Linked DNA regions of Mus musculus: all the other regions are linked to region 2. The links are chromatin contacts, called in public Hi-C, HiChIP or PLAC-seq and promoter capture Hi-C maps. All regions are on one chromosome and are shown on one strand. The core of a region is the stretch at or near the end of the contact, and the rest is flanking DNA. Distances in the headings are between cores, read along the strand shown. Region 1 holds the start of BC029722 (cDNA sequence BC029722). Region 2 holds the start of Raly (hnRNP-associated with lethal yellow). Region 3 holds the start of Mapre1 (microtubule-associated protein, RP/EB family, member 1). Region 4 holds the start of Commd7 (COMM domain containing 7).

Region 1 (3,311 bases), core at 285-2,784, 1.0 Mb after region 2:
AGAGATTTAGTGATTCATAGGTTTGTACAGCGTTTTATACTTTGCAAAGCACTTTATTAGCTCACAGCTGTCCACTCACATGAAACTCCTGTAGGCTCTGAGAGAGGCTGAGGGTAGCACTCATCTTACCCTCAGATGAAGCACAAGGAGGTCTTATTATCTGCCCCTGCCATCCAGGTGGCCCTGGCTGGGTCTTGTGTCCCCATCAGTGGGCCCTTCCAGGGTCCGAGAAAACTGTCTCTTCTAGTCCTCTCCTCTGGGCCTCCCTCCCCCAGTCCCCTGGTCCCTCTCCTCAGGTTGGTGCTCACTTCTTGAAAGCTCTAGGCCCCGCAGGCTCCCTGTTGGCTCCTGGCATTCCAAGGCCAGTTGCGAAAGAGCAGGGGATGGAGGCAGGCAGCCCAGGCTGCAGATGTGAGGGACACAGGGCCGGGCCCAGAGAGGGCTCAGCCTAGAGGCTTCCAATCTTGGATTCTTCTGCCTGCGGTCATCTGTTTGTCCATCAGCCCAGGTCAGAGCAGTCAGAGGGGCAAAGTACTAGAGCCCCCAGAGCTCAGCTTCCCCTCGGCCTGGGTGACATCACAGCATCTCAGTGTCGGTCACATTTTAAACTGATCAGCCTTTGTACAATGTTTTTTAAATCATTTCTAAATAAAACAGAAATACAGTGTTTTTTCCCCTGGGGTATGGGAACAAAGACCAGGGCATATGTGTGCCCGTAAGAAGTTTCAGGGAGAAAAGGGTACCCTGGGAGTGTACTTCTGCAGTTGCCTCGTGCATCTTCTAACCAGCAATCAATGTCCTGTCCTCCCCACCCCACCCCAACCCGTCACCCAGGAACCTCAGGAGTACGGGAGGGTCATTGTGGCAAGACTTCTCTGGAGACAGGGCACATGGGGCTATGGCCAGGCAGCAGCTCAGTTCTAGCGAGGGGGAAACCAGGATTCAACAGCATCAAGAGCCTGCCAGGACGCCTCATCTGATCCTGGCTCTTCCTCTTAAGGAAATCAGCCCAAGGACAGAGCTGAAAGGGGGCGTGGGAATGAGCTGGTTCGGGGGTCTGTCAAGTCTGAAGCTGAGGTGCAATTCTCTGAGGTGGCCCTGAGGGACTTTCAGTCTCCGCGATCTTTCTTGAATCTCTGCCCAGAGGGAGTAAGACAGGAAATCACAGGGTGAGGAGATAAAAGCCAGGCCAGGCCCAGGAGGGCATGAAGGCCAGGGGTGGCCGGGTCAGTACCAGGACGTGCAGGCGATTAGAAAGCGCACGTCGTCCAGTGGCCCCCACGGGCCAGGTTCCGGCTGAGGCTGCTGCGGACCCTGCGGCGCTGGAGGCTGGGGCTGCGCGGGCTCCGGGCCATCCTGGCCACCACTCAGGAGAGCGCCCATGGTCTGTAATAGAAGCCCATTTGGTACCATGCCAGAGCAAGTGTCACCCCACCCATCACCACCCTCTACCCGCGCGTGTCCTCACCTCAGGCAGTAAAGTGAAAGCAGAGCTGCACGGAAGCCGTCTGGCCTGGGAGGAGCAGCGTTATGACGCAGCCGAGACAGAGAAGGAAGGCCTTCGCACGCCAGGGGCGGGCCCCGTGAGCACGGGAAAGGCAGGGCCACTAGCCAACCACGCCCAGGGCCCAAGGCTCCGCCCCACTTAGAAGAAGGCCCTGCTAGAGCCACAGGAGGCGGCCTGGCTTCCCAAGGAGGCTACCCCATCTTCAAATTCAGGCAGGACCAGAATGCACTGCAGCTGAGTGCCTATGGCCTCACAAAGGCCCTGGCAGGGAGAAGAGCTGGGTGTCTCATTCTGAGGCCAGGGAGGGCCGAGAGGCTGGAGCTGGCTTGAAATGGAACCCAGAAGCCAGCACTACTTCCTCTTGTTCATCTCTTCTTTGAGGGGTGGGAGGGATCTCATTATGTATCCCTAGCTGTGCTAGAACTCAGTGTGTAGCCAGGCTGACTATGAACTGGAGATCCCCTCTGCCTCCGGGATTACTGGTGTGTTCCACCACCCCCTGCAGGTCTCCCATCCTGTTGAGGGAAAACACTGCATGTCATCCCACCCAACTTCCCCACAACCCAGGAACTGCTGTAGAAGGAGGTGTTGCAAACTGAGGCCACACACACACACACACAGCACACTGAGGATGGTGGGAGGCAGTCCTTTAATGGGGTGGGGCACAAGATAGCAGAACTTTCATCCAAGAGCCACAAGAACTGAAAGCCAGCATGACAGGGCAGGCTTTCCAGTAACAATTGTCAAGAGATGGCACAGGTGAAGGGTTGGGCAATCAATTCAGCTCTACCGAGCTCTGCCATGCCCCACTGCCAGCATCTGGTACAGACTAGCTCAGGCATGGAAAATGAGCCAAAGTCCAGAGGCAGGAGCCCACACGGCAGCATGGACGGTGACTCATGTGAGGCTGCAGAGAGAGGAATGGATTACATATCAGGAGCTGTTTTACAAGGTACACGTGGCCCCACCCTAGACCTGTTCTAGTTCAGTCCTTGAAAAGCCACACTTGGAACCCCACCTGTTCCAGGGTTCCAGACTGACTATATCCTGTGTAAGATCAAGCCTAAAACTCCCCACGTTTGAGACAGGAGCAAGGAAAAGTCAGTGAGAGCAGGATGTGCCCAGACCAAGCCTCTCAGAGACCAGGCCAAGGCCAAAACTGCCTTCCTTTTCCAGAACTCTTCATTACTGCTGATACAAAAAGTCACAAATACTAGACTGAAAAACAGACGTGCTCTCTCTAAGGATTAAGTGGATCACTGGTATTGGAGGAAGTAATCATTCATGATACTGAAACCGAGGTGCTCACTGTGTGCAGCATGCACAGGCTCGTGTCAGCTCTTTCCTCGGCTGCTTCTTCACTTTCCTTTTTGAGTCAGGGTCTCTCACTGAGCCTGGAGCTCACCATGGCTGCTAGGTGGACAGCCAATGAGCCCAACGCTGGAATGACAGACATGTGCCACCAAGCTCAGCTTTTATGTGGTGTGGGAATCTTAACCAAGTCAGTCCTCACTGCTTTGTACAGCGAGCGTTTTACCCACTAGACCGTCTCCCATATCAACCTGATATCTTCCCCGTAAAATCCATGAACACCTCAAAACAAGTCAAAAAACCCAAAGGAAACAACAGTCTTTCCTTCTCTTCCAAGTCTAAAAGGACAGGGAGTGTTCTGATCACGTTAATACCGCCTGGCACATAAAACGCTGTAGAACTTCTCAGGCTGGGCTGGGTGTAGCCCTACAGGACAGCATTTGCCTGCAGTGCATAAGCTCTCAATTGTTCACCAGCTCTGACAGCAGAGTTA
Region 2 (3,102 bases), core at 236-2,735:
GATGAGTGAAAAGGCTGCCTGAGGTGTTAGTTAATAGATTGCTATATCCAAAGTCTAGCGGTGGTGGCACATGAGGTGGAGGCCAGCCTGGTTTACAGAGTGAATTCCAGGAAAGCCAAGGCTACCCCGAGAAACCCTGTCTTGAAAAAACAAACGGACAAGGAAACCCAACAAAGAATAGATGGTATATTTGAGCAAATATAGGAAGACTGTTACACAGAGAGGGAAGTGAGGAGCTGGATAAAACCAGAAAAAGCAGAGGAGGTTGGTAGGGGCTGGACTGATTGATGGAAGTGTTTATTGATCACCATAGTAGGTCTGGAAACACAGTAATGTACAAAAACCAGTAAAGAATTCCTGGTCTTGGCGCTGGGGAGATGGTTTAGTGAGTAAGACTGATTGCTCTTCAAGGCTGAGAACCTGTTTGAATCACCCATTCCCGAACTCAAGAGGCCTGGCCTCGCTGTGATGCCAGCAGTTGGAAGGCAGAAGCAGGGAGGATTAGGAGTTCAAGATTATTCTCGGCTACAGAGCAAGTACAAAGCTGGCCCGGGCTACAGAGACCCTGCCTCAAACTCTGTCCTAATTCCCAACAGGTAATGAAATCACAGGTCTGAAGGGAATGGGGAATACAAATAAGTACGTCTCCAGCTTTCTGGGAGATTTGTGACTATAGCTGACAATGGTCCTCTTTGCTCTCAGAAGACCCCCTGATGGTCTGGAGAGGCAAATTGGGGATGTAAGTGGGAGAGACAGGAGACTGAAAAACTGATTCAAATGGGAGATCCTGACATGATAAATATTTAGGAGGAAGAACCAACACCCAGATTAAGTAAGAAAACATTTCATCCCATAAGGGCAAAACTACTTAATCAGGCTTTTTTTTTTTCCACCTTTGACGAGAGACCCCAGACATCGAAGCGTCTCCGCCCAACCCCAAGCCTTCCCAGCGAATGGTAGCATTCTAATTCCTAGAAAGTGAAATAACCGCTCCAATTGCTTCTGGCCCCTGCCGCACCGCCTCCAGCTAACAGAGAGGGCTCCATCTCCAGGCCTCGCCCAATCAAGCGCCACCCCCGCGCCGCGCTCCTCCCTTAGGATCTTCCTCCTTCCGGCTCCCGCCCAGGGTCTACCTCCGACTGTCCTGCCCGCGGTGTTACCAAGGCCCACCTCCTGCAGACCGGCGGCAACCTCTTAGCACCGCCTCCGCTTCCGTAGGCCCAAGCTCCGCCCCTCAGACTCCTCCCCTGGGCACGCTCTTCCCCCCCACCCCGGCTCCGCCCTCAGCCTGCTGCTCCTCCCTCGTGTCCTCCCGCCCGTCAGCCCTCGGGACCCCCTCCGCCCCGCCTTCAGCACCCGGCTGGTGGAAGCCACAAACTCCTTTCCCTCAGCCCCGCCTGCCTCCTCCGTCCCCCCACCCCACGCTAGACCCCGCCCCGGCCCCGCCCTCCTCCTCTGCGCGCCGAAGCTCTGGACCTTTCCAAAGCCCGGCGCGAGGGGTGTGCAGGGAGCCCACGCGTTTGGAGAGCCCGGCCCGTGCAGGGCGGCGCTGGGGACTGAGTGCTCGGGTGGCAGGATCCTATTCGGAGGACCGAGAGGAGAACCGGGTAGGAGCCGGGGCGGCGGGCAGGCCGAGTGCAGACGCCTGTCCAGCACTCCCCCTCCCCGCGCTCGCCCCATTGGTGGCGGCCGAGCGAAGGACTCGCGGCTGCGGGGCTCGCGCCTCTGTCAGTGCGGCGGGGCGCGCGAGCGGCGCGGGGTGCGGAGCCGAGGGAAGCCGAGGGGGCGGAAGCGGTCGCGACTCTCGCGCGTGTGCTCGGGCTCCTCACGCGGCGGCCAGGGCCGCCTCTTCCCTCCCGCCCTCCGAGAGCAGACGCGCCGTCGCCCTTCGGTGCCGCGCGGCTTCCTCCAGACCTCGGCGCGGGTGAGTGGGGGCCGCGGGCCGCTCCTGAGGAGTGCGGGCGGGCTGTTCCGTGTGCCTTTTTCGTTCCTCACCTCCTCGGGCGGGCCGGTGCCTATTTTTAGAAACTCTTTCTCTCCGCGGTCCCGGGAGTCCTGGGAGCCGGAGTAACTCTCGGCCCCCTCCCTCTGTGCTCCCTCCCGGGCCCGCCGCCCCGGGTCGCCTGCCCCGGGGCCACGCGCGCCCGCCCCTGGACGCCTGGTATTCGCAGCTCGCCTCCGGTCGGTCGGCCGGGCGCGGGCCGGGAGTTGGGGGTGGGCCGGTGCCCGCTCGGAAGTTGGAGTCTTTTGTGCTGCGCCCCGCCCCGACCGGCGAGGGGAGGAGGGGAGGGAGCGGAGGTTGCGCCGGGGAGGCCTCGGGCGGGCTGGGGCCTGGCTCTGGCCTGGATTGGGGCCCCGGGTTTCTTCCGGCTTTCCAGTCGGTCCAGCTCTTTGAGGTTCCCTTAGGCGCGCAAAACTGGTCCTTTCTTTTCCCTCACGGGTCTGTCTGAGCGCCTTTCTCGCTACCCTTGCCTAGCCTTTGCTCGGTGTCTTGTGGAGCGCGGAAGGGAACGGCCAGCCCTCGAACTGGGGGGCCGCGTCCCCCACTTTGCTCCAGCCCGAGCCTCAGTTTTCACCTGGGTGAAATGGGGTCAAGGAGGAACGCAGCCTCTCCGGGTGTTAGTGAATTCAGGGAGGGAGTTAGTACAGGGCAGAAGCGTTAAATGCCAACAGGTAACGTTTAACGAGACTGACCCAGGAACTTCGTGAATGTATCGCCTCATGTCCACACCGGTCTTCCAGAGCTGTCCCTGCTCACAGGAGCAGAAATCAAGGTTCAGAGACATGAAACCGCCGTAGAAGTACAAAGCTGTTAGTAACCGTTACTTATTTCCTGATAGGAAATCTCTTTGTGCAGAGGGCATTTTGATTTACCGTTAGTCTTAACACCGTATAGGTAAGAAAGGTAGGCTCCTCTCTGAGACATTGACTGAGAGACAGGGACTGATCTGCCATAGATAAAATCTCCTTTTGTTGCTATCAGAACTCTGAGGGAAAGTGGTTAGGAGGAAATGTTTTTGCTGGTGTTGTGCTTAGACTGGTCCAGAGATCTTAAGTCTCAAACATAGTTCTGAGGTGTTTAGCTTCAGGACCTCACGGAAG
Region 3 (3,127 bases), core at 174-2,673, 1.0 Mb before region 2:
AGAAAGGAGCATCAGTTGGGGAAAGGCCTCCAGGAGATCCAGCCGCAAGTCATTTTCTCAATTAGTGATCAAGTGGGGAGGGCCCCTTGTGGGTGGGACCATCTCTGGGCTGGTATTCTTGGGTTCTATAAGAGAGCAGGCTGAGCAAGCCAGGGGAACTAAGCCAGTAAAGAACATCCTTCCATGTCCTCTGCATCAGCTCCTGCTTCCTGACCTGTTTGAGTTCCAGTCTTGACTTCCTTTGGTGATGAACAGCAATGTGGGAGAGTAAGCTGAATAAATCCTTTCCTCCCCAAGTGCTTCTTGGTCATGATGTTTGTGCAGGAATAGAAACCCTGACTAAGACAGGTTGTATAAGAAAGCAGGCTGAGCAAGCCATGAGGAGTAAGCTAGTAACCGACATCCCTCCATGGCTTCTGCATCCACTCCTGGCTCTAGGTTCCTGCCCTGTTTTCCTTCAGTGATGAACAGAGATAATATGGAAGAGTAAGCTAAATAAGCACTCTCCTCTCCAAGTTGCTTTGGTCATGTTTCATTACAGGAATTGTAACACTAACTAAAACAGGCGCCAAATCTTTTTTTTTTTTTTTAAATTTAAAGGCAAACAATAACTGTGTAGCTCTCTGGCTGGCCTTGATCTCAGAGATTCTCTTGTCTCTACCTACTGAGTCCTGGGATTAAACGTTCATACCACCACAGTTATTTGTGGGCATATTTGCGTGTGTGTAGGCATGCGAGTGGCACTGCCCATGTGTGTTAGTCAGAGGACAACTTGCAGGACTCGCGTCTCACCTTCTATCAGTGGGTCCTGGGGTTTGAACTCATGTTGTCAGGTTTGGGGGCATGCACCTGCTAAAGCATTTCGATGGCCATTTTTTCTTTGTTGAGACCAGATCTCGCTGTGTAGCTCTGGCTAGCTTGCTACTGTAGACCAGGCTGGCCTTGAATTTACAGTGATTCTCTTTCCTGTCCAAGTGTACACGAGTGGCCTAGCACTCCCAGTTTTTTCTTTCTGAGACAGGGTCTCGTGTACCTCAGGCTGAACTCCCAGAGAGAGGGTCTGGGATGATGACAAAACGATTTGCTGGCAAGATAGGTGTGTTCCACCACAGCTGCCATCTGTGGTGTTGGGGACTGAAACCAGGGATTCATGTATGCTAGGCGAGCTAACCTTCCTCCCGAGCCTATTCATTAATCCATCTTGGTCAAACGAATTTTCTTCTGGGCTACAGCAAACCAGAATGTGCAACTGGACTCCGCCTCCTCAGAGGACTCACACGTCATTGGTCGCAACTGACCACGTGCCCAACAGGCTTGCTCCCCGCCCCCGGGCATGCCAGCTGTCGATCAAGCATTCGGCCCCGCCTCCGGCTCGCAGGCCAGTCCGTCTCTATAAAAGGCCGGGCGGGAGATGACGAGCCCCTGCGTCGGCGCGTCACGGCGGGGTGCGTGTGAGGTCATCGCGCGCGGGCGGGCGGGGTCCGACGGTTTGAACGAGACGAAGACGGAACCGGAGCCGGGCGCGCGGACGGCGGACGCGGGTCCTGAGAAAGCCGGTGAGGCGGCTGGCGGGCCCGGGCGGCGGCAGCAGTCGGGAATTCACGGGAGGCGGCTCCTCGTGAGCAGTGCGGAGCCGCGCGGGCAGTGGGGGGGAAGGGCGGGGCCGCGATCCGGTGCGCGGCCTGGGCCGGGGGCGCGCGCTCCGTTGTCCCGGGGGCGGGGCGTGGGCCGGAAGTGGGGGCTGCCTAGTGGTGACCGGCGAAGTCCTGACTTTGCGGCTGGGCCTGGAGGGTGTGTGCCCACGGGCGCGCGCGCGCGCGCGCGAGGGGCGCGGTGGGGACCCTGGGTGTAGGAGGCGTCGTTGCATAATGGGTGGGAGTTGGTCCGCGGAGTTGGCCGCAGAGTGCGACCTTAGGCAGGCGCTTCAGCCTCCCCGTGCCTCAGTTTCCTCCTCCGTAAAATGGAGACAGTAGAATTAAGCACAGAAAGGTTTCAGCTCGGTGCCTGGCAGAAGTCAGGCGGTCCGCGGGTGGTGGTTGAGTGCCTAGTAAATGCTAGGCCCCGGTCTCATCAGGGAGTAGACAGGCAAAGACATGCTTTCTAGGAGTCTGCTTTGTGGGTAGAGAGCCAGGAAGCAAGAAAATGAATACATGGCCAAGATAATTTCTGTAATTACTGTAAAAGGGCGATACCAGTACTGCAGGGTATAGCCTGACCTCTGCATCTTGGCGATGAGGATCCGGTGGCCCATTGAGGGAAGTTCAGCTAGGCCTGATGTCTGCCGGTGATGGGATGTCTTGACTAGCATTAATCAAGATAGCTCTTTAATGGGCACTTGTGTATAAGGCATTGTGTTAAGAGCTTGATGTAGCATTGTGTCATTTAATAGTCACATTGCCTTGAAAAGATGCTATCTTTATTCTCTTTCTTTCCCCTCTGTTGTGTTTTGCTCATTTTATTTTCTCTGTGGGGCTGAGAGGTGACTGCAGTTCCCCCACTGTGCTGAGCTGCTCATCATTCTTTTACAGAGGCGAGTCTGAGACTTTGGGTAGGGAAAGGACTTGCCTTACGTTGTCCAGCAAGTAACTCAACTCCAGAGTCATATCCTGTGTGCTACTCCTCCTTCTCCATCTAGAAACTGTTTCATACTTTTGTGGTGTCAAAGTGCCAGGACATAGAAGCTTGGGAGGCGGTGTGCTTTTCTGATACTTACCACAGCTCTGTGAGGAAGGTAGGGTCTTATTCATTTTACAGGTAAGCCATTTCTGAGGAAAGGAGACATGTTTCATACAGGGTCACATAGCTCTTTTTAGTGCCACCTCCCTCTTGCCTTTCCATAGGACTCTGGATGGTACTTGGAGAGGAATAGGGTGTACTTTATCCTACACTGAATTGAAGTGGGTAGGGAGCCAAGTGTGGTGAACATGCCTGTAGTCCTTACACTTGGGAGGTAGATGCAGGAGGATCAAAAATTGAAGGTCATCTAGCTATTGAGCTAGGTCATGAGATAGTGTGTGAAAAGGCTGACTAGAACTAGTTAGGGAGACTCCTGGGAGAGTCACTGAAGGGAGAGAAATACTTGAGTAGACGGAAAGGGGATTTTTCTTGTGGTTGTACCTTGCTTAGC
Region 4 (3,376 bases), core at 27-2,526, 1.2 Mb before region 2:
AGAAATCAGTGGCAACAGCAAAATCTAGCCATTTCCCTGGCCTTTGAAGTTAGACATTTGGTTGTGAATTCCTGGTTCCAGTTTTGCAATTTTTCTGCTTCCACCTTTCTTTCAAGAGGTGGCAATGACAGGTATGGACTACTAATAAATTCTATTTTTGTTATTTACTTATTTTGATATAGGGTCTCACTATGCAGCTCTGGACAGTCTAAAACTCATGAATTAAGAGACCGACCTGCCTTGGCTTTCCAAATGCTGAAGTTAAGGTGAATACTACTCTGTGTTTGTTTGTTTGTTTGTTTTTAATTCTTCAAACTGGCCTGTGTGTGTCTGGGGTTGAGGGCCCCACTTCCTGGGAAGCTAAGACCCCGTCAGGGAAACATCTTGAGGGACGAAGGGTTATTTATCTATTTTAAATGTTTTTTTGACAGGAGGTCTCATGATGTTCAGACGAGGCTTGAACAAGATACTTAATCAAGCCGGGCGGTGGTGGCACACACCTTTAATCCCAGCACTTGGGAGACAGAGGCAGGCGGATTTCTGAGTTCGAGGCCAGCCTGGTCTACAGAGTGAGTTCCAGCACAGCAAGGGCAAATCCTGACTCGGAAAAAAAAAAAAAAAAAAACCAAACCAACCAACCAACCAAAAAAGATACTTAGTGAAAGCTGGATCCTAAGTCCCACCTCCTAAGTGCCGGCATTGACAAGGACCACTGTCACCCGTTTATTCCGTGCAGACGCCCCTCACTTGGCCAATTCCTGCAATGTGAATAGGAGGTGGCATTCGGAGCTCTGCAACAGGGACCAGGCCTTCAAAACAGGCATGGTTCCTTTCCTGGATTGGAAAGGGGTGTGGTCACCGGTCCTGTCTGAGCCTCTTCCGGCTCAGGCCCAGGGCCCCACTTAGGCCGGACCACACTGACACCCACAACCCGTTTGCAGTCGATTTGCCCTCCCTAATCTATTCAAACCGGGGGCCGCTTGGAATCCCCTCATTCCCTCCTCTAGGAGCCTACAAATCTAAGTCCCCACCTCCGGAGTGCGTCCGCCCATTCCTGAGCCCGCCCGCCCCCGTCCAGGCGAGCCCCACCTGAGCGCCCAGCTGGTTCAGCTGCTGCATGTCTCCGCGCACGGCCTCGGGCACCGGGTCCTGCGTGCAGTGCAGGCGGCCCATGGTGCCAGGAACCCCGCAACCGGGCAGCGACGCTCGCTTCCTCCACCCGGGTCTCGCTGCGCTTCCGCAGCCGCACTTTCGCCACACTCCCAGCCGCGGTTCTCGTGACAGCGCACGCGCGACCGCCGGGTTCCAGGAACCGCTCTGAGCAACCCAGTAAGATTCCAAGTCTCTGCCTGGGAGACCCTGAATATAAAGCACTTGTCCCATCTGAGCCTCAGTTTCACAGAATTGTATTATCTAGGGTGGCTGCTGCGGTTTTCAGCCTCCCCAAACTTTTGAGCTCAGAGCCTGGAGCACAGGTCTTCCACAGTTGCTGGTTGCTGTCCACCCCATTGCTGTTAAACATAGGGTACATCTACCTATCGAATATATCAACCATTTTTCTTTTTCTATCTCCTCTATACATTTGGTGTGGAGGATTGGTTCTGGATCTTCACACAGACTTGGCAAGGACTATGCCACTGAGCTACATCAAAAGCTCCCAGAAAATACTAAATGCCCACCAGAGGCCAAGCACTGATAACAGGGAAGGGCATAAACCAGACTATGGTGTCCCTCTGAGAGTCTACACCAGAGTGAAGAAGCAGATCTGAGACTTGGACAGGCATTAGTGTCATCTGGACAATTTCATGAAACCGCCAATGGCTGGGTCCCACCCCCAATCTCTGAGTTCTGAGCAGAAAGGCTTGGGGAACAGCTGGATAATGTACATTTCCCATTAATTCCCAGGAACCACACTTGGAGAGCCTTTGGAATAGAGGAATTTGATCCAGCTAAGGAATGTTGAGAGCCTTGGGCGAGGTGGTGGTCAGAAGGGTTGAGATAGTGAGACCCAAGGCAATCATGACGGAGCTGGGGTCAATCTCAGAGCACGTACCCAGCCCGTTCACCTTCAGAACTCAATCCCTGGCAAGGTGGAAAGACCCAAGCCTGAGTTCTCTGCAGCCACTGGGTGAGTGCTGAGTTCACCCTCATTAGACCTGAGAAAATAGGGGTATATACTCCCTGGGTGCTACGCAAGGGCTGTGCCTGGCATTGCTAGCCTGAGTACCCTGGAAACCTGGGGTTAGAATTGGCTGTCCTTCTGGCACTTCTCTGAAAAGTTTCCCTTTGGAAAACATTGATAAAAAGCTTTCACCCTGAGACTAAGCATATCTAAGAATGTGCAGCTCACAGGACGCAGGTGACCAAGGACAGTTATGACTTGTTCCAACACAAAACTTTAATTACTTAAAACATGAAAGGTGGTCGTATACACCTTTAATCCTAGCATTCAAGAGGCAGAGATAGGGGTGGATCTCTGTAAGTTTGAGGCCAGCCTGGTCTACACCATGGGTTCCAGGCCATCCAGACCTACATAGAAACTCAATCTCAAAGAAAAACAAAAAAATTATAAGCTTTCCTTTTGTAGTTTTCTTTTGTAATTTAATTGCTCAATTCTCAAGCCTCAGGTGTGAACTTTGTAAATGACAATGTCCTGTGGCAGTGGCAAGAGGGTGGACATCCCTGCAAATTAGTTCTTCTTTCTTTCTCTTCCACCCTTTGCTAGACCTTGCCCCTAAGGTCTAGCCATGTAGCTGCCCCAAACTATGTAGACCAGGAACCGAGCTAGCTTGAGTTTGCAGTGTATGCTCCTGTCTACTTCCTAAATGCTGGGATTGCAGGCCTGCCTGGGCTACTATGCTTGCTCTTCTTTCCTTTAGACTCCAAGGACTCACCATATAGTCGAGGCTGGCCTCAGATCTTTCCTTGTTGCTTTTGTTTGTTTTGAGACAGGGTTTCTCTGTGTACCCCTGGCTGTCCTGAAACTTGCTTTGTAGACCAGGCTGACTTTCAGATCAGGGAATCTATCTGCCAGCCTCTTATTCCTTCTGCCTCTGTAATAAACTGAGATTTTGGGCTGATGTCACCATAGTCTCTCATCATTTTATCCATGCATTCACTTTACAGATATTGACTGCTTGCTTTAGGGCTACGTGAAGGCACTGGCTGATCAAGCCTACACAGAAATGCAATATAGAATCTCAGGCTTTGGAGAGGACTCAGGATCAAACTCATAGTCAAACTCATAGCCCAGTGCATGCTGGGTACTTGCTCTTCTACTGCACACTCCTAAGCATCTGCATTAGCACAAGAGGGTAGTTACCTTTTGTCTCCACCTCCTGAATCCTGGGATTATAGGCTACCATGCCAGGTATAT

The links. Promoter capture Hi-C pulls out the DNA fragments that hold promoters and counts their contacts. Hi-C and Micro-C count contacts between places; a contact is called where the count stands out from the background. HiChIP or PLAC-seq counts read pairs in DNA pulled down with a chosen protein or histone mark.
Region 1: a FOXA1 HiChIP or PLAC-seq map of pancreatic cancer cells shows a contact between it and region 2. The contact joins the promoter of BC029722 here to the promoter of Raly in region 2. A contact is called at or near these places in 1 of 39 promoter capture datasets (pre-B cells), 1 of 115 datasets of contacts at active chromatin or transcription factors (pancreatic cancer cells) and 1 of 9 other capture datasets (liver).
Region 3: a contact with region 2 is called in a promoter capture Hi-C map of neutrophils, with 3 times the contacts expected there. The contact joins the promoter of Mapre1 here to the promoter of Raly in region 2. A contact is called at or near these places in 2 of 39 promoter capture datasets (neutrophils and pre-B cells).
Region 4: a contact with region 2 is called in a Hi-C map of B cells, with 6 read pairs. The contact joins the promoter of Commd7 here to the promoter of Raly in region 2. A contact is called at or near these places in 1 of 39 promoter capture datasets (hippocampal neurons) and 1 of 484 Hi-C or Micro-C datasets (B cells).

Annotation. Positions count from the first base shown.
Region 1 is chr2:155,817,698-155,821,008 of GRCm38.p6, forward strand. BC029722 (cDNA sequence BC029722) reads right to left here and starts at 1,535. Exons shown (of 2, transcript NM_001384169.1): 1 at 1,469-1,535; 2 at 33-1,386. The coding sequence starts at 1,383. The coding sequence ends at 1,228. Mmp24 (matrix metallopeptidase 24) reads left to right here. Exons shown (of 9, transcript NM_010808.4): 9 at 1-669. It overlaps Eif6 (eukaryotic translation initiation factor 6), which reads right to left. Exons shown (of 6, transcript NM_010579.2): 6 at 2,140-2,414. The coding sequence ends at 2,405.
Region 2 is chr2:154,789,625-154,792,726 of GRCm38.p6, forward strand. It overlaps Raly (hnRNP-associated with lethal yellow), which reads left to right and starts at 1,486. Exons shown (of 8, transcript NM_001139511.1): 1 at 1,486-1,924.
Region 3 is chr2:153,739,864-153,742,990 of GRCm38.p6, forward strand. It overlaps Mapre1 (microtubule-associated protein, RP/EB family, member 1), which reads left to right and starts at 1,424. Exons shown (of 7, transcript NM_007896.3): 1 at 1,424-1,556.
Region 4 is chr2:153,631,505-153,634,880 of GRCm38.p6, forward strand. Commd7 (COMM domain containing 7) reads right to left here and starts at 1,277. Exons shown (of 9, transcript NM_133850.2): 1 at 1,090-1,277. The coding sequence starts at 1,173.